Linked DNA regions of Rattus norvegicus: region 1 is linked to region 2. A link is a contact called in public Hi-C data. All regions are on one chromosome and are shown on one strand. Each heading gives the region's core, a stretch centred on a gene start, on an enhancer-like site or on the middle of the called end of the contact. The rest is flanking DNA. Distances are from core to core; before and after follow the strand shown.

Region 1 (7,744 bases), core at 2,808-5,307, 84 kb after region 2:
GAGGGCAGACTTCTCTAGCAGCCAGGCTGTGATTGTCTTCAGTAGGACTCTTCACTGACATCTGACTAGCTGATTATCGTAGATGACTGAGACCCTGATTGTACCTCCTGGCTCTACCTTCGGACCTGAGGAAGGATGGGTCCCAGACTTTCATCATATGAAGAACTTGAATGTCCTTCACTCTCAGACAATGAACAGAGAAGACACATTTCCATCAGGTGCTTTTTCTGGAGAGGACATTTGATGGGTGGAGTCTGGGCTGATGTCAATGGCCTTGGCGTATCCACCACTCGCATTACCCTGCCACAGTACACCCCTCCAGAAATCTGTACAGACGACTAATGATGTTCAAACTAAAGCCCCCCCAGTACCCCTCTTCCTGCCAAATGGTTGAGATTCCAGGCCAGCTGGGTGTCTGCTTATTTACATAATTAATCTAGTATGAAGTCTTTATTTGTCCCTTCTCAGCTCTTTCTTTTACAGGATAAATAATCCCCAATTCCTCCATCTATAAGCCTCAATTTTACAACCTTTTAATCATTTTGGTGGTTCCCTCCTGGATTTTTTTTGGCCCTATTTAAACCTTATCTAAATGTAACAGACGTGCTACAAATGGCAATTATGAGAATAGAATCCATCAGAACCCAGGACTGTCTCCCATTTGGATCCTGGTCATCTTCTCCCTGTCTGTGAATTTGACATGGAGGGTTCTGGGCACTCTTTTTGCTAAAGCTGGGGTACTGTTGGCTACCCACCCTGCTGTCTGAAGTATGTCTTCCAAGGTCCTGGAAAACCAGATCCCAGAAGGTGAAACCAAAGAGCCCATGAGAGGATTTTTATCTACTAGACTTTGGGGAAAACAGTAAATATAGGGGTGCCAGGGAGCCTGTTGCAGAGAGAAGTTATTGGCAGTCTTTGCTGTACGTTCTTAAAGGCTTGCACAGAACGAGCGCTCACTAAAAGCTCTGTGAGATGTTGCTAGCATCAATAAAGCCCTTAATTTATATTATTATTTGTCTAATGTGTTATTAGAATCTATCTAACTGGGGTGTGTGTGTGTGTGTGTGTGTGTGTGTGTGTGTGTGTGTGTGTGTGTCCAAACTCAGAACCCAAGGTTCAGGAGTCCAAGCTGTGTTCAACCTATGTCCTGCTGAGTGAGTGGCAGATACTGAATCTTCCCATGTGTCCCAAGGGAGCAAAGGGATCTGGTTAACTCTCTTAGTCTCCCAAAGTCAGATTGGTTCAAGGTCTTATCTGACTGTCGCTGGAAGGCCACTTTCTTATCAGACACCAGACTGACCCAAAGAACCAAGTCAGGCAGATTGCACAGCAATCAACTGACTCTCTCATTCTCAGCTCTCAGCGGAAGCCACCACACTGCTTAGCCACCACAGAAGAGCCCATAAAGGGCAGCTGGGACAGGTAGGGCACAGCCAAGGGAAGGAGGGTGTTGCTTTAGTTCTCTCTCCCATTGAGTGTTTGCTAGGCAGGAGTATTTTGAGAGTGTATAGAAAGAGAAAGGTGTTGAGCCGAGACCATGAGCTGAACTGTCACTGGATTGACACAACCCACCACTTGGTGTGCTTTGTTTCGCTCTTGCTTTTATTCTCCTGGGTCTAATCTGTCCTGTACTGGTTTGATTTCCCCCACCCGCACTTCTCTTCCACGGTATGACTTGCTATTTCCCAGGGACTCCCTTGACGGGGTGTAAACAGTGGAAAATGTATTTAAGGAAGGATTGGCTATATAGACATTCCTATTTCGCTACCCTGTCAACAGTTTCATGGAGAAACTCCCACCCACCAACTCAGCAGCTAATTTGGTGAGGGACATTATCGCTCAGTGCAAAAAATCAAGTAACAATCCTTGGGGGGTTTCGTTAGGCAGCCTCTCATGTAGCTCTGGTTTGGAGATCAATAAAGTGGGACCCACTCCTCATTACACATTAATAATGAGTGAGCTGAAGCCAGAGTGGAGAAAGGAACCTTGCGCTTCCCACCGGAAAAATTGCCTGGCTTTGTCGTCGACAGTGCAGGGTTGATCCTGATCACTGCCAGGCTGCTCTCTTGTGCTTTCTAAGCTCATAACTTAGCCTACCGGGTACAGAAAGTGGTGCCTTCAGCCACGTGAGGGAAATTCTTAGGAAGGCCACGCATGTTCAGAAAAAACAGAAACATGTCCTGGTTGAAGCTTTTTATCATTCTGGCTGGTCAAACATTCACTGAATGAGAGTCAATCACGATTGGGAACAGGTCATCTCTCTTATCACAGGAATGAATAGATCTAGAAGCTGCCATGGATCTTAAATGTCCCCCAAAGACCAGGGGATTAAAGGCTTGCTTCCCAGAGTGATATGCTTGGAGACAGTTGCACCTTTAAGAGGTAGAACTTAGAGGGAGGTCTTTAGGTCATCGAAAGCAAATTGTTAATGGGCATGAGTCCCTCTTTTTCTGTCACAACCAGGCTATGGAGTGAATGGCTTTCTCCACTACATGGCTTTACTTTATATTATATTTCTTTTACATCCAAAACAACAGGACCATCTGATCAGAGATAGAAACTCTTACCATTTTAGCCAGAGTAGAAGTTTTGTCCCTAAAATTTAATTGGCCTATCTTCGTTGTATGAATGACAGCTTTTGTGAGGACATTTTTATACCTGGACCCTTTGCTAATATTCAGCTCTCACTCTCATCTCTTGGCTCCCTAACAGCTTCTCTGTCCTATGTTAATTGACTCAGGTTTGATTTACAGTGACAGCTAGCTGTTCCACACGCTAGTGTTCTTACTTTCCATGGCTTCCTGAAGCCAGGCCTCTGTTTAACTCTTGATCCAGAACTAGAGAGGAGCTTGGGGCTTTTCATGATGACTCTAGGGCCACTGGAACTATGTATTCCCCAACTGGGTGGCTTTAAACATTAGAACTATAGTCCCAGAGTCCTGGAAGCTAAACACTTGAAACCAAGGCTTTGGTATTTTCTTGTAGCTGTGGGTGAAAATGTGCTCCATGCCTTCCTCTCAACTTTTGCAGATGGCCAGGAGTCTTCAGCATTCCCTGGCCTATGGTTATGCCACCTAGTGTTTGAGTTGATCATCAGACTTCTTGTATGCCTACTTCTCTCTCTTTATAAGAACACCAGCCATATTGAGCTAGCAACACACAGCAGACTTTGGTGCCATTTGATCCCTCACGAGTGCCACATTTGATTCTGATGCTAAGGGCACTGGCAGGTGCTTTTAGGGGACAGGCTTTAACATTTGGCTGATCTGGAAGCTGACTTGGGTGGTTCAGCTTTAGGTAAGGGGCTGAGGAAGGGAAGGAGACACCATGCCAAAACAGAAGCCACCTTCAAGGGTATATGAGCACAACCGTAGCAAATAACCACAAACCCGGGAGCGAAATCAATATTGTATTCTCTTCCAATTCCGGAAGCCCAAATCAGTTTCAATGAATGTTGGGTAGTGCTGTCCTTCAAGCAAAACAGCCACCATCTTCATGAGGTCAGCTGTGTTCTGAAAACCAGATGTTACCAGCTTAACCGGTTGTCCCTGTAGTAGCTGAAGAGAAATCCCTTTGGTGGGCTCTGGAAGATGGCGCCAAAATGTCTCACATCAACTTCTACTGGAATGGAGCATGCTGGGATATTTACTATCCGCTCTCCCATCTGTTATTAACTGAAGGCTATTTCTGGAATGGTTGCAGGTACTTCTTGTAGACAGCCTCTGTCAGTTAGTGTGTGTGTGTGTGTGTGTGTGTGTGTGTGTGTGTGTGAACATGCGTGTGTGCATGCACGTGCACATGTGCTTGCAGTATGTTATGTGACCAAAAGCAGCTATGCTATACATGTCTCTTCAGGGTCCCTCTGTGTGATTACCTGGGGATGAAGAGGGTATATATAGTTCCTCTGAGGAGAGAAAAGGAGGACAACACTCTGAGGTGGGGCGACCAAATGGGGAAGGCTCACTAAGACTCTGGAGCTGGCAGGTGTGCCCTAGTATGGCCCCATCACCTGTGTTTGGTCAGTATTTGTGTGAATTACTTCCAGCTGTGAGGATTGCCAAATGTTTTGAATACCCTTGGTGATGAGGTCAACACCGGCTGTGAATATTGAGTTAGAGGTTATGTGTGACAGCTGTTTGCAATTTGTTTTCGAGTTGCTGTCTTGTTGCTGGGGCTGTTTGCAGTGCTGTAGTGACAAGAGAGTCCAGTCCTGGAGCCAGTGCCCTGGAGTCTGCACAAACAGGACCCTCCTACATTGTTGTCATTTTGGCCCGAGGCTTTCTGGAGCAGAAGGGTGACAAGACCTTAATGATGGTGTGAGTTGAAAATTAAAATTCCAGTTCAGCATCTGTCTCACTACTGACTGTCCTGGGTGAGTCTCTGGGCCTGTTTCCTCCTCTGTGAAGTGGGGGTAGCTACAGCATCCTCAGTTTCCCAAGGAGTTCATGTGATGAGAAACTGGAAGCAGGGGGTGGGGCCTGGTCTGTTTAAAGTGTACATTGTCAGGTCATGTGGTTATTGGGAACTGTTCTGAGTCTGTGAGTGGCAAAGACTGGATCACTGATGAAACACCCTTTGTCAAATCAAACGCCTGGCTGGAGTACCTCTCTCTAGGATGTGTATCGGTGGGACATACTGGTGCAAGCAGCTGGGCTTGGAATCAGCTTCTTATCCAACATTTCCAACGGTGTCAGGTAGTGTGAGCCCCTGCTTGGTCAGCCAAGCAAAACCCCGCTTTTCTAATAAATCAGAGCCATTGTCACAGTCAATCTCCCTCTCCAGCACCCCTCCCCCAGTCACATACTTTCCCAGCCTTTGATAAACCCATGGTTTCATGGAGGCTTCAAGTATCTTTAAAATGCCCGCATCACAGTGGGTCATGATCTAACAGCACACACACTCACTATGTCAGCGGATTGCAAGAGGAGAGAGTCCATTCTGCCTCGGGACCAGTGGGCAGATGGGAGAGTTGCATTTAGAACTATGGAGGATAGGGAGGTCAGGAGACTCTCGAGCAGCAATAGAAGGCATGGAAAATGTATAGACGTGTGTGGAAGGCAATGGAACTGGATAGATTGCTTCATGAGGTAGAGCGCTGGGCTAAAATTTCCGAACTTGCTTATCGGGACAGGGAGAAGTGTATCCCATGTTGGCTCAGCAGCAAAGAGATGGATAAGTTTGGAGAATGGGAAGATAGATGCTGTGAGTGGAGGGCAAGCCGCTAAAGGGCATTTTAGCAGCCAAACAGGTCTCCCTGGTTCTTGTAGACCATGAGTAGAGTTTGGGTTTTCTTAAATATTTAAATGCTTATTCAGAGTACCATGAATAACGAAAGCCATCAGGAAACAAAAGAGGGTGATATTTAGGAGTTTATTTATAGGGTCAGCCTTATGACCATGCTGTGGCATAGAGGTGACATGGTTAAGCCTTCAGGATGGCAGTCCATTGAGGTTGGCCTAAGCTGTAGAGATGGAAGGACATGTTTGCATGTGGTGCCACCTGTCTTGGTTTGTCATTCACCCTCTTCCTCCTCCTCTTCTTCCTTCTCCTCATTCTTCTGCTGCTCCTCCTCCTCAGCTGCGCACACCTGGAGTTAGGCCATCAAGAGGCATAAACCTGGGTCAAGACAGACCTCTTGGTTTAGATAAAAACAGAATGAGGTGTTCACAGGATCCCCATTTTCTGAGTGTTATTTCAACTGAGTTTAACGGCCATTTTAAAAATGTATTTTCAGTCTTCTCAGCCTGAGGGATGACCGTTCAAGTCAAAATGAGAACCATACAGCTCACCTACCTGTAAAGGTTCCGAGAGTCCTGCTCTAGGGACAACTGAATACGAAAACGTGGGTATCGTCACAGGGACGCTCTCTCAGGGATGCTCTCTCAGCTGGCATGGTTGCTTTCTACTGTGGTACTGTGGTAGCCATATGGAGCCAGCTGTTGACCGTATTGGGTCATAGCCACATTTTTTCCCTACCCTGGCAAAAAGGGACGTCCTCTCCAGGCAGTGATAGGACCAGCTTATGCCACCCAGATGCTGTACCTGGCAACCTACTGGGATTGGCTGAGCTAGGGTCCCATACTCATCTCTGCAGCTCACGATGGAGTCAGCCTTAATTTCATGAAACAAATATGGAGAGTGGAGTGGTTGCTGAAAGGCAAGCTGGGGCACTGGAGTGTGGAGATGCTGGGAGTGTAGATGTTTCTGTGTCTACCCTACTACTGCATGTAAGCTCTATCCAGCTTTTCCTGATGGACAACTCAGTCCCCACCCTCCAGTCGCACACACCCATCAGGCCCCACAGAAGCATACACGAGAGCCTCTTTAACAGAAGCCAACCTGTGACATGTGTCCTGACTCAATAGCTCTTGTTCTGTAAAGCTCTGAGGGCTTATTCTATTGTTACCTGGACTTCCATCCACGTTTTCTCACTTTTCTTCTATTTTAAAAGCCAGTAACTTGTCTCTGGTGCCTTAAGTGGAAACTCGGTCAGGGTGGGTGTCTTTTATATTTCCTAGTGACAATGGTAAGATCTAAAGTTGGCCCTCAGAAATAGCCCTGGGTCAGAGTAATCCAACATGTGAGAAGCTACTGAAAGCCGTAGGGCAGATCCAAGGACTAGTGTAACCCACAGAGGATGGATATTTGCGTGGGAGTTACCCACGGTGAGTAGTGAGCCGCCAGCTCAGGTATTTGGCGTGAGCCTTCTATGTGCACTATAAGAACTCATTGTCACTCGAAAGGTCCTGTTAAATGTAAAGCAAAGGTCAGCAAAGTGACTTAGATCCTAGGCTGAGCTAAAGGCACCTGTGAGTCCTATCCTGCTCCAGCCCATATCCACATTGTCCCTAAGGCCCCTGCTGTGATCCTGCACATAGGACATGCCTGTCTTGGACTGTGTGTGGAGAAGGGAGATATTGGGCCTTAAAGCTGCAGATGCCTCTGTTTGTACACACATCTGGATACTTACCAGCTGTGTGTGTGCCTCTGGACAAGTGATTGGGTCTTCTCAGGACCCAGATTTTCAAAGCTCATAGTGAAATGAAAACTGAGAAATTCTAAGGACCTTTGGGATGAGCCATCCAAAGTCTAGTCCCCAAAACATGGAATCTGCTCAAGGAATAACGTGTGTTCCCCTTAGGTTGTAAGACACCCTTTTTGGCTTTGCTCGCCACTTCCTGAAGATACATTAATTATGTACATACATGTGTGTTGTGTGTGGGTCTATGCATATGAGCGAAGTTACCCTTGAAGGCCAGAAGAAGGCATCAGATCTCCTGGAACTGGAGTTACAGACATTTAGGAACCACCATGTAGATGCTGGGAATTGAACCCAGGTCCTCTGCAAGAGCAGCAGGCACTCTTAACCACAGAGCCCTCTCTCCAGCCCCTGCCTGGTGCTTTAAAAAAAATCAAAGTGTCTTTTACCTATGTTCTCACTTGGGCAAATGCTATTAGCCACTCACCGCCCATCCCCACTGCATCACTGCATTGCGTTCTGATTTAGAAACGAATTTGACACCCTCTCTATTGCAGAGAGCGTCCCTGAGAAAGCCTTGTCTTCCGTGAGTACGGTGGCAGGACTCACCCATTAACTGGGTTATTTTAGGCAAGAGTGGTTTTTAACTCATTACCAAGATAATTATTGTGGATCTCTAGTTGTCTCTCCGTGAACAGACTTAATAAGCCCTGAGCAGGAGTGGTGGGGTTTTCCTGGCTGAGATGGGGAAAACTATGGAAACTC
Region 2 (6,900 bases), core at 2,263-4,762:
ACCCAAAAGGTAAACAAGCTAAGCCATGCAAACAAAAAAAATTATGGATTTTTCTCTTTAGAAGCCTTTTATCATCAGAAGGAAATGATTTATTTTCGGTCTTGATTGATCAAAACTCCACGCCATGTTTTATGACCAAATCACATTTTCTGAGTATAGAGAGGAATGGAGGGAAAGGGACCAAATAATATTTGGGCGTTGTGGCCATCCTTGGGATGTAACCATGTTAGGAGTCCCATTCTGTTGAATGGAAACTGAGACTTAGAATGTCAAAAGGACCAGTTCAGTGTAGGTGGATCCTGCAGGCCCAATCCAGCCCTTATCCTGCTGACAAGACTTTTCCAACCATTTTAACCTTAGAGAACCAGAGTCTTCTGAGTGTTATTAGGGACACCTCGAGACTTGGGACTCTTCCCAGCATTGGTGAGCGAGCTTATAGAAGATGAGGCAAGGAAAGAGTAAGGTGCAGGCATTCTTAGAGTCAAAGCTTTTCTGCTCTTCCAGGACAGAAGCCCAGGGATGCTGGCATGGGGTGGTCAAGATTTCAGTTCACAGGCTGCATCTGTCTTTGCTGAAACCATCAAACCTGCAGGGCCATCTGTGCCCTAGACCATCACCTCAGCTCTGTGTGTGTGTGTGTGTGTGTGTGTGTGTGTGTGTGAGAGAGAGAGAGAGAGAGAGAGAGAGAGAGAGAGAGAGAGAGAGAGATGGATTTGAGGTCAGGTTGGAAAACTGTCCTTGGCCAAGCCAAATCATCTCACTTGTGAGTTGGTGGGGGGTGTGGTGTGTGTGCACCTAACTACTGGTTTAATTAGGACAAAAAAAAAACAAAACAAACAAACAAACAAAAAAACCTCCACAAAACATTGACCTTGGGGCCCTTGGGGCTGGAGAAATGGCTTAGTGGCTAAGAGCACTAACTCTCCAGAGGTTCTGAGTTCAACTCAGTCACCACATGGTGACTCAGGACCATCTGTAATGTAATCCGATGCCCCCTTGTGGTGTGTCTGAAGATAGTATATTCATATACATAAAATAAATCTAAAAAACAAAACAAACAACCCCTCCCTCCCCCACCCCCATGAACCTCTAACACCACAAGGGTCAAGCCTAAAGGGCTGTTTTAAGCTGTGGGCTCTGGGATGGACAGGGCCTCTACTGTGACTGTGCCTTCTTCACATCTGTTTCTATGCTGTCTTCCTGCAGTCATTTCCCTGGGAACACTCCCCAGTAAAGGCCCTTTGCACAAATGCCCCAATCCCTATTACCAGGGAAACCAACCAACCTGTCTGACAGTGGCCATGAAACACCCCAGCCTTGCAGTGACACATGCCACTCTCAATCACAGCTCCTTGGCTAGATCTGGTCACATGCTACACCCCAATCGGAAAGAAGTCAAGCCCTGACATTTACTTAGAAGGCGGAAGACTAGATATATTTCATGAGAGATACTAAGGATGATGTATTGGGGAGAGTGCAGGAAGGCTGACCAAAGTACAAAGGCAGGACACCAATTGTCCCTGAGTGCAGCCTAAGACCCTCTCTACTCAATGAGGGGCCTCCCTGGGCAGGGCTGCTGTTATGGAGATAAGGGAAGACCTTCCTATTACCAGTGCACCTTCACCTTGATTTCCCATCCCTGTCTTTATTTGCTAACTTCTGGTCTCAGGGTAGCTTCCCCCTTTTCCCCTGGTTGACCAGATGACCATTTTCCAGGAATAAAGAGATTTCAGATATTTTTACTTGGATCTCTGTAGACTCCATGCTTGTCCATTATCTCCAAGCAGCAATGGGGGCATGAATTTCCATACACATGGTTCTCATGCCATCCTCTTATGGCATATCATCCACTAAAGGTCTTATTTATGAAACTCTCAGGGCAGATGACGCTATTTAGGTGACCAGATGAGAACAGATGAGGCAGCAGTTTCCTCTGTATCTTCTGTGGACTCTCTGGATGGCATTGCTGTTTGTAGAGTGTGCAGTTGGCTAAAACAACCAGGCCCCAGACATGAAAGCATTGTCACCAAGGCCCCTGGGGGTGGGGAATCCCATTCAATGACCTCATGAGCAAGGGAAGGAACTTTAGGAAGCGTATCAGTTTGGTGTGTAGGATGCTCATTCTGTCACTGAATCCTCAATGTGATCTTAGAAGACAAATGGAGACACAGAGTCTGGGCAACATGCTGTGAGTAAAGAGCTGGGGTATCAGCAAGCTAGTTCGGTTCCAGACTCTGGGATCCTCCTCACCTTCTTCTAGTTCTTGATTGTCTTAGCTATCTAGTCTTTAATACATGTCAATCACTGCCTCATTATTCTAGGCCCTGTGCTGGCAATATCCTGCCGTGTGATATATTTAAACCGGTATTGAATATAACTTAGACACATTTTCTACAACAAAAATGGTGTCACTCATTTTTTTTTTCATTTTGCTTTGGCCACTAGGAAGCTCATGTGTCCAAATCATAGCAAAACAGTTGTAGTTGGGAGTTAACGTTTTGGTTTTCTAAACTTTTCTTGTGGCCCAAGTTTTCTATCTTGGTTGGATTTGCCTTTTATTCTAAAACCCATAAGTCCTCTTAGGAAGAAGCCTACATGAAAATAAGGACTTTACTGCCTTAGCTTCAGATCTCTGTGAGGGAAGAAATGCCTTAAATGTCCCCGTTTCTCCAATCTCCAACATTCCCCAACTGTAAGATTCCTTGAGCCATGACTAGTACTGTTTGGAGCCCTTGGGAATAGCTCAGGGACTCTGAAAGGTCACATCCACATTGGGGGGAAAAACAACAACAGAATTTGCTCAAGTCATGCTCCTGGTTTCGGTGCCAGGTTCACGCTTGTGGAGTGGCGGCCAGTCCCACCCTCACCTGAGCAGTTAATAAAATCTATTGCTCCTTGATGGATTTTTCGTGCAAGCTAGAATTGATCTGTCCTCTCTGTGATTTGTGGTGATGGCAGAAAAACACCAAACACCACCCCACCGTGGCTGAGCACTTTGGGGGGTAAGGGGTGGGGGAGAGGGCGAAGAAAAAAATCAAAGCCAAAGAAATCTACCAGCAAGGCTTTGAGGACATAGAGGGCTGGGGCTGCTGGGGTCATCTTATGTGATTTATTGGGAATAAAGTGGATCTTATTAACATTTTAATAAAGAGAATTTTTTTTTGCAGTGTGTTAGAAGTGGCTGTTGGTCCCGGGTGCAATTCCAGTTCTTAGGGAAAGTGGAATCAGCTGGCATCGCCCAGCCTGATTTGTGAGGCTGGACCCCAGGAGTAAAAAAAAAAAAAAGGCAAGCCAACGTGCCGCCTCCTTGCTCGGAGGGGGCTCTCTCCCTGCGAGGTGCTCGCCCCTATCTGCCATGCAAAACGAGGGAGCGTTATGAAGGAATCCGTCTTGTAAAGCCATTGGTCCTGGTCATCAGCCGCTACCCAATGCTTTCGCGATGCTGCCGCTGATCTATTTGGGAAGTTGGCTGGCTGGCGAGGCAGAGCCTCTCCTCAAAGGCTGGCTCCCACGGAAAATATGCTCAGTGCAGCCGCGTGTGTGAATGCAAACGCCGCCAGGCGCTTCTTCTAGTCGGGCAAGATGCAGCCGAGAACTCCGCTCACCCTGTGCGTCCTGCTGTCCCAGGTAGGGAATGTGAGCCGCAGTCAGCGCGCTCCCACCAGCTTTCTGCATTCAGATCGCCCTGCTTGGTGATGGCCAGGAGCGATCGGAGGGTCGCGGGGCTTCTGCTAACCGCCGCGCAGATAGACCCGGCTAGCTCAGATGCGAGGTCACCCCCAGCTCCGATCCTAGAGGGGCCTGGCTCCTCTTGCCGGCTAGTCTCGTGTGCGTGTGTGTGTGTGTGTGTGTGTGTGTGTGTGTGTGTGTGTGTGTGCTCATTCTGAGAAGGACAGAGCCTTTTTGCAAGCAAAGGCGACATCCTAGCTGACATCAAGTGGGGTAACTTTGGTTCGCCTCCTCCAGAGGCTCATGTATCGGATATATACTCCTTTCGAGGCGACTAGGGATTGTGCTTGCCCCGTAACCCAGTGCCTTAGCCGGGAAGAGCCATTCGGTTCGGCCGGCTGCCGGGCTGGGAGAGGCCAGAGCTGGCATCACTGACTTCCCGGGGCGCTCGTCCTCTCTTCGCCCAGCTCGGCTGGCGAGCTGCAAGGCACCTCCCGCCAGCGGATCTCCGCAGCCCGGCTGCTGCTGTCTTTCAAAGCAAGACGCCCGCCGCTCCCGCTTTGAGGTCTTCAGGCTCTCCAGCTCCCGGCTCAAAGGAGCCTGAGCACGGTCCCCTCTCCATAGCGCAGGCCCACTACCCCCAGCCCCTTGGGCCCCCATTGTCCAGACAGCTGGAGCTCCTGCCCGAGCCCAGGCTGCAGCCTCTGTTGTCTTCTCTGGGCGGGCGGGTGGCGCTGAGCACAAGGAAAAGTTCAAGCTTCTTCACCAGGCTGCAGCTGCCTGGCAAATAACCCTCCAGATCGTTGCAGTGCCAGGGCAGGATTGGCAGAGCAGGAGAGGCATGCTGGGGCTCTCCTCAGCCCGGCTGAAGCTCAAAAATCCCTGGAAGTTTGGGTGTAGGAAAGCAATACTTAGGGGACAGGCCAGAGACACTGGAGGCTGAGGGGGCACGCCCAGCCCTCCTCTGGAGACTGAAGCTCCAGAGAGCATCCTGGCATACTGGCTCAGTCCTTCGTTGTCCTTTTAGGCAGCCTCTGGGACCAAGAGCTGGCAGTCTACAAGTGGGTGGTTGTAGAAGTGTAGGGCCACGCAGAGAAAACGAAGGAGGAGGGGGGATGCCTAAGGCATGGGTGTTGAGTTTCTGGGCAGGATTCTTGAGTGCCAGTGAAAGAGGCACGGGGTTGAACGTGAAGTGGGAAAGAGGAGAGGAAGTGAGGGTTCTGCAGGAAGCCTTCTGAAGGGAGATGGCTGTTGGAGGAGGGTTGGCACCCCAGAAATGCAATAGCTGTAGAAACGACCCAAGAGTGCATATGTCTGTGTGTGTGTGTGTGTGTGTGTGTGTGTGTGTGTGTGTGTCCCTGCCAGGACCCCGAGTAAGAGTACGATGCTTATTGCTGGGTAGGCTCTCCTGTCCTGACTGCTGACGTCTCCTTCAGTGGACTCGCAGTCCTGGGGTATACACAGTTGTTGCTTTTTTTTTTTCACCAGAGGTTTTCTAGCTGGTTCTGTAGGGGCCCTGCTATGGATGCTATGGTTGCTTTTGAAGCAGTTTCCCACATCTCTGGGGCTCTAACTATCCTTAAGGCAGAAGGTTGTGTGTCTCCCAATTTATCTAGGTGGGGCAGAGCACACCCGGATAGAAAGATCTAGACAGGTCCTCCCTGCCCTCTACTGCTAGTAGAACCACCTTGGGCAAGTTGTTTACCCTATCTAAGCTCCCAGGTTCTCTACGGTAGAAGAATCTATTATCATCAGCCCCGGAACTGCTGGGTAGACAAGGCCGCATGCAACAGGCAGCCCTAGGCAGTGTATTTCACAAGTCCCGCCTCTCTGGGAGCGGTTGGCGTCTGGGGCATGGACTCTTGCCTTACTCCGGACTTTTTTTATAGCCCTCCTGTCTTAGTATGTATTAGGTTCCAGAGCACATCCAAACTGGTGCTTTTCTGTGAGCAAAGCAGACTGTGGGGGGAGCTCCGGAGAGCCTCCCCGGGGGCTAGGGGCTTCCTACGGGGCACCTCTGCAAAGCAACCCGTGTGTCTTCTCTTGCAGGGCCGGCTGGCACAGGTGGCTTTGAAAGCACACTCAGTTGCTTCTGAGCTGGAAATAAGTGGCCAGCCCTGAGGGGCTTATCTCTCACTTTGATTGTCCTGCATAATCAGAGCGCTCCTCTGCATGAGGACAGTAACTGATGTTCTCCTCGCAGAAGCACCTGGAGGGCAAATAGTATCCACCCCGTGCAAGGTGCAGTTGACTTCATCAACAAGAGGCTTAAATGCAAGGGGGTGGGGGTGTCTTTGTGCCATTAAGAAAAATGAACGTGTGTGTGTGTGGGGGGGGGGGTGTCAGAGCCTTTGAGTCAACAAACCCAGCCCAAACTTTTCCTGAGGCAGAAAGAAAACAGAGGAAAGACAAAAACAATGTGAAAAAGCAAATTACTCACTGCCCTGCGGAGCTAGGGCAAGCCTGTGTGTGTTTTTCCAAGCAGTCATACATACAGCCGGCGCTGGGCCCAGCTTGGAAGCTATCAGCCTCTGGCTGCTCATTGGCAGACTCGCCACCTTCCACATTTGCATGGGTTCGGGGTGGGGTGTGGGGGGGCAGGGCTTCTAAACAATAAGGACTGGAAGACCTCTTTTCTCCCCCTGGGGGTTCTGGGAAAACCTGTCCCGGAAGTAACAGCTGGAATTTGGCCACTGACACAAATGTGCCGAAGTGTGAGTTAGAAATTCCACTGTGGTAGGGATTGCCCACTCCCATGAGGCAGCGCTTCCACCCAGCCCAGCTTCTCACAATGCATGAGCAATCCCCCAAGAATTAATTTCTAGGGAGGGGCTCAGGTCTTGAGACTGTCCCTCCATGACTTCCCAGATGTATTCCATGGGAATGTGTCCGTTGGTTTAAAGTGGAAAAGTTCTCCCCAGAGATTGAGAGTCTAGCCTTTCAGGACTTAGTGAGTCTCCCGCATCTTCTCCTGTGGCTGCCACTCTGTCCGTTCTATTTTAAGAGCCTGGTTCATGTGCAAAGCCTTTCCGACGAGGGCAGGGACTCAAGAGTCTGAGAGGACACCTCCAGCCTGTGGCTCCGGAGCGCTTATGGGCAGCCTGCGCTATTTCAGAAGTTCTAGGGGACCAAGGATTGAAAGTGGCAAAAGTTCACATATCTAAACATTATTATAAATAGTTTTAGCAAATCCCAAAATAGTTCTAATACACCGCCAAGGCTGAATGAGTG

Evidence for each region. A called contact is a pair of places that touch in the nucleus more often than the background predicts.
Region 1: a contact with region 2 is called in a Hi-C map of psoas muscle, with 2.2 times the contacts expected there. The contact joins the enhancer-like site here to the promoter of Cdh13 in region 2. A contact is called at or near these places in 4 of 12 Hi-C or Micro-C datasets (the A7r5 cell line, hepatocytes, mammary epithelial cells and 1 more) and 1 of 1 datasets of contacts at active chromatin or transcription factors (oligodendrocytes).

The regions. Positions count from the first base shown.
Region 1 is chr19:63,337,829-63,345,572 of GRCr8, forward strand. All of the region lies in intron 1 of Cdh13 (cadherin 13), which reads left to right. Among named protein-coding and RNA genes, the nearest start is that of Cdh13, 83 kb to the left of the region's middle. Within about 2 kb of position 4,058, at least 3 of the 93 cell types and tissues checked have an H3K27ac peak or open chromatin away from gene starts, as enhancers often do.
Region 2 is chr19:63,254,739-63,261,638 of GRCr8, forward strand. Cdh13 (cadherin 13) reads left to right here and starts at 3,513. Exons shown (of 14, transcript NM_138889.2): 1 at 3,513-3,627. The coding sequence starts at 3,583.